Regions from separate parts of the Mus musculus genome. Here region 2 is linked to region 1. A link is a contact called in public Hi-C data. All regions are on one chromosome and are shown on one strand. Each heading gives the region's core, a stretch centred on a gene start, on an enhancer-like site or on the middle of the called end of the contact. The rest is flanking DNA. Distances are from core to core; before and after follow the strand shown.

Region 1 (3,737 bases), core at 433-2,932:
TCTTCTTCTTCTTCTTCTTCTCTTCTTCTTCTCTTCTTCTTCTTCTTCTTCTTCTCTTCTTCTTCTCTTCTTCTTTTCTTCTTCTTCTTCTTCTTCTTCTTCTTCTTCTTCTTCTTCCTCTTCTTCTTCTTCTTCTTCTCTTCTTCTCTTCTTCTTCTTCTTCTTCTTCTTCTTCTTCTTCTTCTTCTCCTCCTCCTCCTCCTCCTCCTCCTCCTCCTCCTCCTCCTCTTCCTCCTCCTTCTTCTCCTCCTCCTCCTCTTCCTCCTTGTCCTCCCCCTTCTTCCTTAAAAAAAAGATTTATTTATTTATTTTGTGTATGAGTGCTCTATCTGCATGCACACCTGCATATCAGAATAGGGCATCAGATCTCATTACCGATAGTTGTGAGCCACCATGTGGTTGCTGGGAATTGAACTCAGGACCTCTAGAAGAGCAGTCAGTGCCCTTAACCGCTGAGCCATCTCTTCAGCCCCATTTAGGGACTTCTACATGATGATTGTTTTTTTAGAGATTTATTTTATGTTATGAGTACACTGTTGCTGTCTTCAGACACACCAGAAGAGGGGTGTCGGATCCCATTACAGATGGTTGTGAGCCACCACGTGGTTGCTGGGAATTGAACTCAGGACCTCTGGAAGATCAGTCAAACTACTGAGCCATCTCTCCATCTCGATTTTTTTTTAAGTCTAAAATGTTCTTCAGATTTTTTTTTTTTTTTAAATTCAGGAGCAAGAGAGATACTTTTAGATCATTGGTTCTCAATATGTGGGTTGCAACTTTTTCACAGGGATTTATACAACAATTTATAAGAGTAGTAAAAATACAGTTATGAAGTAGCAATGAAAGTAATTTTATGGTTGGGGGGGTCACCGACAGCGTGAGGAACTGTATTAAAGGATGGCAGCATTAGGAAGGTTGAGAACCACTGCTTTAAACTAAGTGTATATGTTAAATGTTAAAAGCGCCAACAACGTCCCTAAATAGAATAAGAGAACCTTACAAAACTTTAAATCGATGCAAAGACAATAAAGGCATAAAAACATTTAGTTAGACTTGGGAAGACACGTGGCGCGGGGTTTTCTTGTTCCACGTTCTTACAGGAGCTGGAAGGTGAGCCCTTCCATGGAGGAGGCTTTGGATGTGTATACCCTTGGATGTACATTCTGAACAAGAGAAGAGGGTTTTAGAAGAGAGTTTTCTTACAAAGCAGGGCAGAGCTTATGCCTTCCATAGCTGCAGCCCAGCTTGACATGTAGAAGGCCATGCTTACAGGTGACACGAGATGACTTCTTGGAACAGGAGACACCAGCTCTTATGTGGCACAGAGGTAAATATACATATGATGGAAAGACCAAAGAGCTAGCTGTGGAAGCAACTGGCGGTGCCACCCAACTACACTGTGACACATGGTTCAGAACTCCTGAGGTTTTATGGACAGCCATTCCTTCTGCAGTCCAGTCTCAACGACAGAAATAAACACACTTATAAGTCCCTGGCAGGTCGATCTCTGGCTCAACTGGCTGTGTCCTGGAACCCTCTGGAGTCTGACTGTAACTCTCGTGGCTGCCCTGAATGGAGGAGGTGAGTCTGGGGACAGGCACACCCAGTCCTGACCCCTGTCAGGGACTACATGAATTGCGGCCCAGGACAGGTGTCAGCACCATCCACATTTAGCAAATGAGTTCTAGTTTCAAACATCAGGAGTCAGATGAGTTTAGGCTAGGTCGCCTTTGTGCTCTGTACTCTGCTGGGCTGTAAACAGTGGCCACTCGATAGCAGGGGTCAGGTGACCTATTACAATATTCATGTGTGTTGGGCCCTCTGCCTTGTGGGTCTTTGCTGTCCTGGTCTGCAGTACAGTGGAGCTGGCTCTGCTTGGGCCCCTCGTGTTGTGTTCAGTGGGTTAATCCTGAGCCCAGAGCTTTCTATTCTCCCCCAATCCACTTTGCCCTAGTGGGGCACAGTATACCCTCCTGTGTCTGGTCTTGTGCAATGCTCACAGTTGCTAGCTAAGAATTACCACCATGTGACTGGGATTGGACCTCTCCTCTGGGCTGCTGCCCAGGAGGCCTGGCAGGGCAAGATGCTTGCAATGTGCAAGGAGACTCTATTGCAAGACAGTGTGCAACTCAAGTTTAGCTTTTAGACAGTTTCCTGTCTGGGCTGAGGCTGCTCTGGGACTCCAGGCCACCTATGCAAGGGCCTTCCTGAGTCGTGGGGTTGGCGTGGAGTGTGAAGGTGGAAATCTAGACTCATCTTGGACCTGAGTTTCCTCCTCTGTGATACAATGGGTCAGGTGGGGAGTCAGAAGGTCAAGGATGCCTTGCCTTTGAAGATGTGAGACACAGACTTGTTTCTAGGAAAGCAGGCATAGGTACCCATACACACACACACACACACACACACACACACACACACACACACACACACAAAGCTTGTACTCAGAATGGCTCATATGTGGATCCTGAGATCAAAACCATCAAAGTTTTTGAGTTGGAGTGTGGTGGTGCACACCTTTAATTCCAGTACTCCAGAGGCAGAGGCAGGTGGATTTCTGTGAGTTTGAGGCCAACCTGGTGGTCTACAGAGACCTGAAGCCAGCCAGGACTACATAGAGAGACCCTATCTCAAAGAAGAAAATAAAAGAAAAAAATTAAAAAAAATTTTTTTTTTGGTGGGGTGGGGTGGGGTGGGGTTTGGTGGATGGACTGGTGGCTTACTGGGTGTTTGCTACCAGTCCTGAGTACCTGAGTTCAATCCCAGGGAGTAATGGATGAGAAGAACTGACTCTCTGATCGCCACCCGCACACCACGGTATACACGCATGTGGATACACAGAGATAAATGAGTGTAATTTTCTGAAAGGTTGGCTTTTTCAGTGGATTTGGTGGAACACACCTAAAATCAGCATTGGGGAGGCAGAGGCAGGAGAATCACAAATCCAAGATGGGCCAGGGCCACACAGTATGACTCTGTGTCAAGGAAAAACAGAAATACAGATGGACGTTTTCGAGCTGCTAGCATAGCCTATTGGTGGTTCATGAGATTAGCTGCATCTCTACCAGGGTTAGAGTGAAAAGGGAAATCCAGGTAGCAAGACTAGCAAAAGACTAATTAAAAACATAAAATCAAGGGCTGGCAAGATGGCTCAGGGGGTAAGAGCACTGATGGCCCTTCTAAAGGTCTTGAGTTCAAATCCCAGCAACCACATTGTGGTTCACAACCATCTGTAATGAGATCTGAAGCTCTGTTCTGGTGTGTCTGAAGACAGCTACAGTGTACTTATTTATAATAAATAAATCTTTGTGCCTGAGTGAGCAGGGCCAACCGGAGTGAGCAGGGTTGACTGGGGGGAACAGAGGTCCTAAATTCAATTCCCAACAACCACATGAAGGTTCCCAACCATCTGTACAGCTACAGTGTACTCACATACATTAAATCAATCAATCAATCAATCAATCAATCAATCAATCTTAAAAAATAAAATAAAATCAAGAAGACAAAAAGACTCAGCCTCAGACTTCAGGAGATGAACTCTGACACTCATTCGGTAGCAGCCTGGGGCCACCTGGAGCTGCCTGGGGCAGCCTGGAGCCTTCAGTTGCTCTGAAGAGCCATCTCGTCTCGCTCTGAGCGCATCCAGCTCTCACCTTGAGGGGTGCGGAGGACCCTGAACACGGTGTCCTTGTGTTTCAAAGCCCAGGGGTCATGAATCACAGTACAAGCTCATCCCATGC
Region 2 (3,878 bases), core at 881-3,380, 200 kb after region 1:
TGAAGGGTCCAGAACCTGGAGCTGGGTTGCCATGCAGCCTCATGATGCCCGATGTCTCTCTGAGGCCACCAAGTCAATAGGAGGAGCCAGGAAGGACAAGAGGCAATCTTCCCTCTCAGCAGGGCTGTAGGGCAAGATTTTTCCAGCCATTTGGACCTGATACGAGGCAGGACAGCAGTATGGAAGCAGTGGCCAAGGCAGGGAGACACAGCAAATCTTTGCAGCTCAGACCCTCAGCCCATGACCGACTTGTCCCCTGCAGGCTACACTGGCTGGCAGCCTCTGCCATCGGCCTATCCCTTTGTGTACCTGCCCAAGTGCTTTCTCACCCAGTGCCTGCCCTTCTGTCCCTTTCTTGGCAGTGACCATGTGGCCCTTAGCAGTGGGTCACCACTTTCCGGAATGTGTTTGTCCATCTTGGTTTCCTGCCCCATGCGGGGTTGTTTTGACTTGCATGGGGCTTTCCGCCTTTGCCCCGGTTATATAAGGAGCTTTATGTAACAACCAGACTCACTGAGCCAGGGAGGGAGGGTATGGTAGGAGAAGCTGGGGCTGGCCCCAGCCACGTCACCTCTCCAGGTGTCGTCTAAAGCCTCCAGTACTTGGCTGCCTTGGTGCCAAGAGGACACACACACACACACACACACACACCCTGTACCATGCTCCAACTCCCTGCCCCGTGTCTATAATATTAGGAGACAAAGATAAATATTGGCCAGGCCAAGAAACAGGACCTCCCCCTCCTCTCTGGATGGCAGTGGCCTCAGGTGCCCCAAAGACTCATGGGTAAAGGGACGGCTGACACAGCTGGAACACAGACAGCACACAATAGTTAGAGTAGTTCCTCTATCCCTGTGTCAGACCTGGGTTAGGGTTCAAGATTATGTACAGCAGATCCCTAGCCTTGGCCCCCAGGAAGGAAGGAAGGAAGGAAGGAAGGAAGGAAGGGAAGAAGGAAGGAAGGAAGGAAGGAAGGAAGGAAGGAAGGAAGAGAAGAAGGAAGGAAGGGAGGGAGGGAGGGAGGGAGGGAGGGAGGGAGGGAGAAAAGAAGGACAGAACAGGACCAGGTTACCCCATCAGAGCCTCAGAGACACTAAGTAGACACACTTCAGGTCTGTTGCCACGTGGAACAGGAGGGAAGCTGGGTCATTTCTCCAATTGTCTGTCAGAAGCTCCAAAGGAATTAACAAGAGGTCCTTAGAGAGCAGAGAGTCCACACTTACGTTCCCAACAGTGAATACCAAGCGACCTGTAGTGCCTGTCCCCAGTTAGGGGACAGAAGCTAGGGCTGGCTGCTCATACCCAAGGCCAGGGTCTAGCCACAAAAGCTCTAGAAACACGGCTGAGTGTCTTAGTCGGGGTTTCTAGTCCTGCACAAACATCATGACCAAGAAGCAAATTGGGGAGGAAATGGTTTATTCAGCTCACACTTCCACATTGCTGTTCATCACCAAAAGAAATCAGGCCTGGAACTCAAGCAGGTCAGGAAGCAGGAGCTGATGCAGAGGCCATGGAGAGATGTTACCTACTGGCTTGCTTCCCCTGGCTTTCACAGCCTGCTCTCTTATAGATACCAGCCCAGGGATGGTATCACCCACAAGGGGCCCTCCCCACATGATCACCAACGTAGAAAATGCCCCACAGCTGGATCTCATGGAGGCACTTCCCCAGCTGGAGCTCCTTTCTCTGTGATAATTCCAGCCTGTGTTGAGCTGACACACAAACCCAGCCAGTACACTGAGGCAGAGTGAGAGGACTAGGCCCAGCTTCCGTGGACTCCTCCCGGTGCGAGCCATTGCTGGTTACAGAGCCACCCCGGAAGAGCATAGAGCGTGCCTGTGGCTCACAGTCTTTGAACATGGATCTCTGAGCACCTGCAGGAGCCAGGCTCTGCAGGGCACAGCGGCTTAGACATCTAGACCTAGGCTTCCAAGTGACCCCCAGGAAAATCCTCTGCTTTTCCTACCCCCATGGCGTTCACAGGCTTGCCTCCATCGTAAGGTCAGGACGTCGGCAAGCACAGCCACAGGACTAGGCCAGCCAACTGTCTCTGTCCCAGGCGGCAGGCTCTGACGTGTTCCTCTGGGTTTGGAGTCAAGGCCTGCCGTGTTTGTTCCCTCTCACCAGGAAGTGAGGGCTTTCCTTCCTGAAGCTTGGGAGGCCACGTTCCTTTTCACTCCCCAAAGAGGAAGCCTTCTCTGTCCTCAGGCCAGATATGTGGAGGGCTGACTTCATGGCCTGAGACGAGTGCACAGGAAGCCGTCTTACCTAAGAAGCCCTGGAGGAAGCCTCCACAGGCCCCACAGGAAGCACAGCCACGTCACCTTCTCCAGCAGGGAGGCCAGTCTCTGCCCAGCTCCATCCCACCTGACCTGCCATCTGCCCAGCCTCCAACCCCTGAGACGTCTCCTTTCTGGCCTCCTCAGGCTCCTGAGCACATTTGTGAGTTTACAAAGATCAGAGGTCGCCGGAGATCAGAACCAGTGCACCCCACTGCCCCGCAGTACCCACTTACATAGTCTCTCAGTGTGATCCCTGGGGCCCCAACACATGGCCTTTGGTCCCAAGTTGGACAGAATCCTAACAGTGATGATCCTGGTGTCAAGGACACTAGGAGCTGGTGGCAGCAGAAGGACCAGGAGGAAGGGACACAGAGGCCAGAACACTAACTGGGAAGGCTACCAGGCATCCTGGGGACAGGCATCCTGTAGGGTGTCACTGGGCTCAGGATAGCAGCCACTGAGGCTACAATGATAACATCTAGACTTAAGGGAGGTGGAGGAACAGTGCGGGTATCCTTACCAGGGACTGTGCCCATGAACCCTGCTCATAGTCTTCTGGAAGGGGACTCCAAATAGCTTGCCATCATGTCCACAGTGGGGTCCATTCTAAAAAGAAGTTGGGGGAGGTGCAGGAGGGAACTGGCATGGGGGACACAGCACATGCTGTGGACAGGTGAGGGCCAAAGTTTTTGTCACCAGAACCCATGTAAAAGCTGGACGTGTGTGATGGCCACCTGTACGTCCCAGCACTGGGGAGGCAGAGACAGGGGGTGACCTAGAGCAAGACAGCTAGCTAGACCAGCTGACTGGCGAACTCTGGGAGAGTTCCTGTCTCACTGTATAGAGTGACTGAAGAAAACTCCATCCCCACACACCTGTGCCCATGTACTGGAACATATGTGCAATGATACATACACAAGTTCCCTCGAAGATCTTAGTGAGAATCTCACGGTTTACCTAAAAGGGTTGCCTTCAGTGGTCACACGGCACTGTGGTAGCATTGAATGGGACATTTGCCACCTGTATCTGGAGGGGTTCTTGATGTCTGCAGGCACTGAAGAGAGGTAAAGCAGCCACGGCTTTCCAGCCACCTGCGATGGGGCTATCCTCTGTTCAGGAATGCTCTAGAGTGTCCCTGCCGGGCTCTCTTGCCCTCATGCCCATAGACAGCCAGGCAAGCTTATCTGCATGGAGCCAAGGACCTGGGCTCGTTGTTGAAAACCATTTTTGCCGTAGCCCCTGCCTCCTGGTCTCGTCCTCCAGAAGATGGCATCTGTACGCCAAGGAGTATGGACAGTGTATACAGCAACCTCGTTCGTTACAGCCTCTCTCAGTACCTGTGATGTCGTTCAGCCCTTGGAGTCAAGAGACATGAACTCTGAGGCCAGATGCCACTCTAAAATAAACATGGATGCCATGGGAGCCTGGGAGACACAAAGGCATCCTCAGCTGCTGGGCCACGAATGTGACAATGTGGGGGTTTTCCCCTTGGCCTCTCATTTCTGGAAGAACTGGGAGAAGTAGACACTATTATACCAACTGGGAACCTCTGGTAAGGAGACCAGCCCTTCTGTCTGTGTCAAGGAGAGCATGGCT

What was found. Hi-C and Micro-C count contacts between places; a contact is called where the count stands out from the background.
Region 2: a contact with region 1 is called in a Hi-C map of liver, with 4 times the contacts expected there. The contact joins two enhancer-like sites. A contact is called at or near these places in 6 of 484 Hi-C or Micro-C datasets (the HL-1 cell line, Th1 cells, bone marrow-derived macrophages and 2 more) and 8 of 115 datasets of contacts at active chromatin or transcription factors (DN3 thymocytes, the HL-1 cell line, the HPC-7 cell line and 5 more).

What each region holds. Positions count from the first base shown.
Region 1 is chr17:31,701,764-31,705,500 of GRCm38.p6, forward strand. No RefSeq gene overlaps it. Among named protein-coding and RNA genes, the nearest start is that of Gm30187, 4.6 kb to the right of the region's middle. Within about 2 kb of position 1,683, at least 27 of the 459 cell types and tissues checked have an H3K27ac peak or open chromatin away from gene starts, as enhancers often do. A contact at or near this core is called in liver, where this site is marked.
Region 2 is chr17:31,903,786-31,907,663 of GRCm38.p6, forward strand. No RefSeq gene overlaps it. Among named protein-coding and RNA genes, the nearest start is that of 2310015A16Rik, 6.7 kb to the right of the region's middle. Within about 2 kb of position 2,131, at least 130 of the 459 cell types and tissues checked have an H3K27ac peak or open chromatin away from gene starts, as enhancers often do. A contact at or near this core is called in liver, where this site is marked.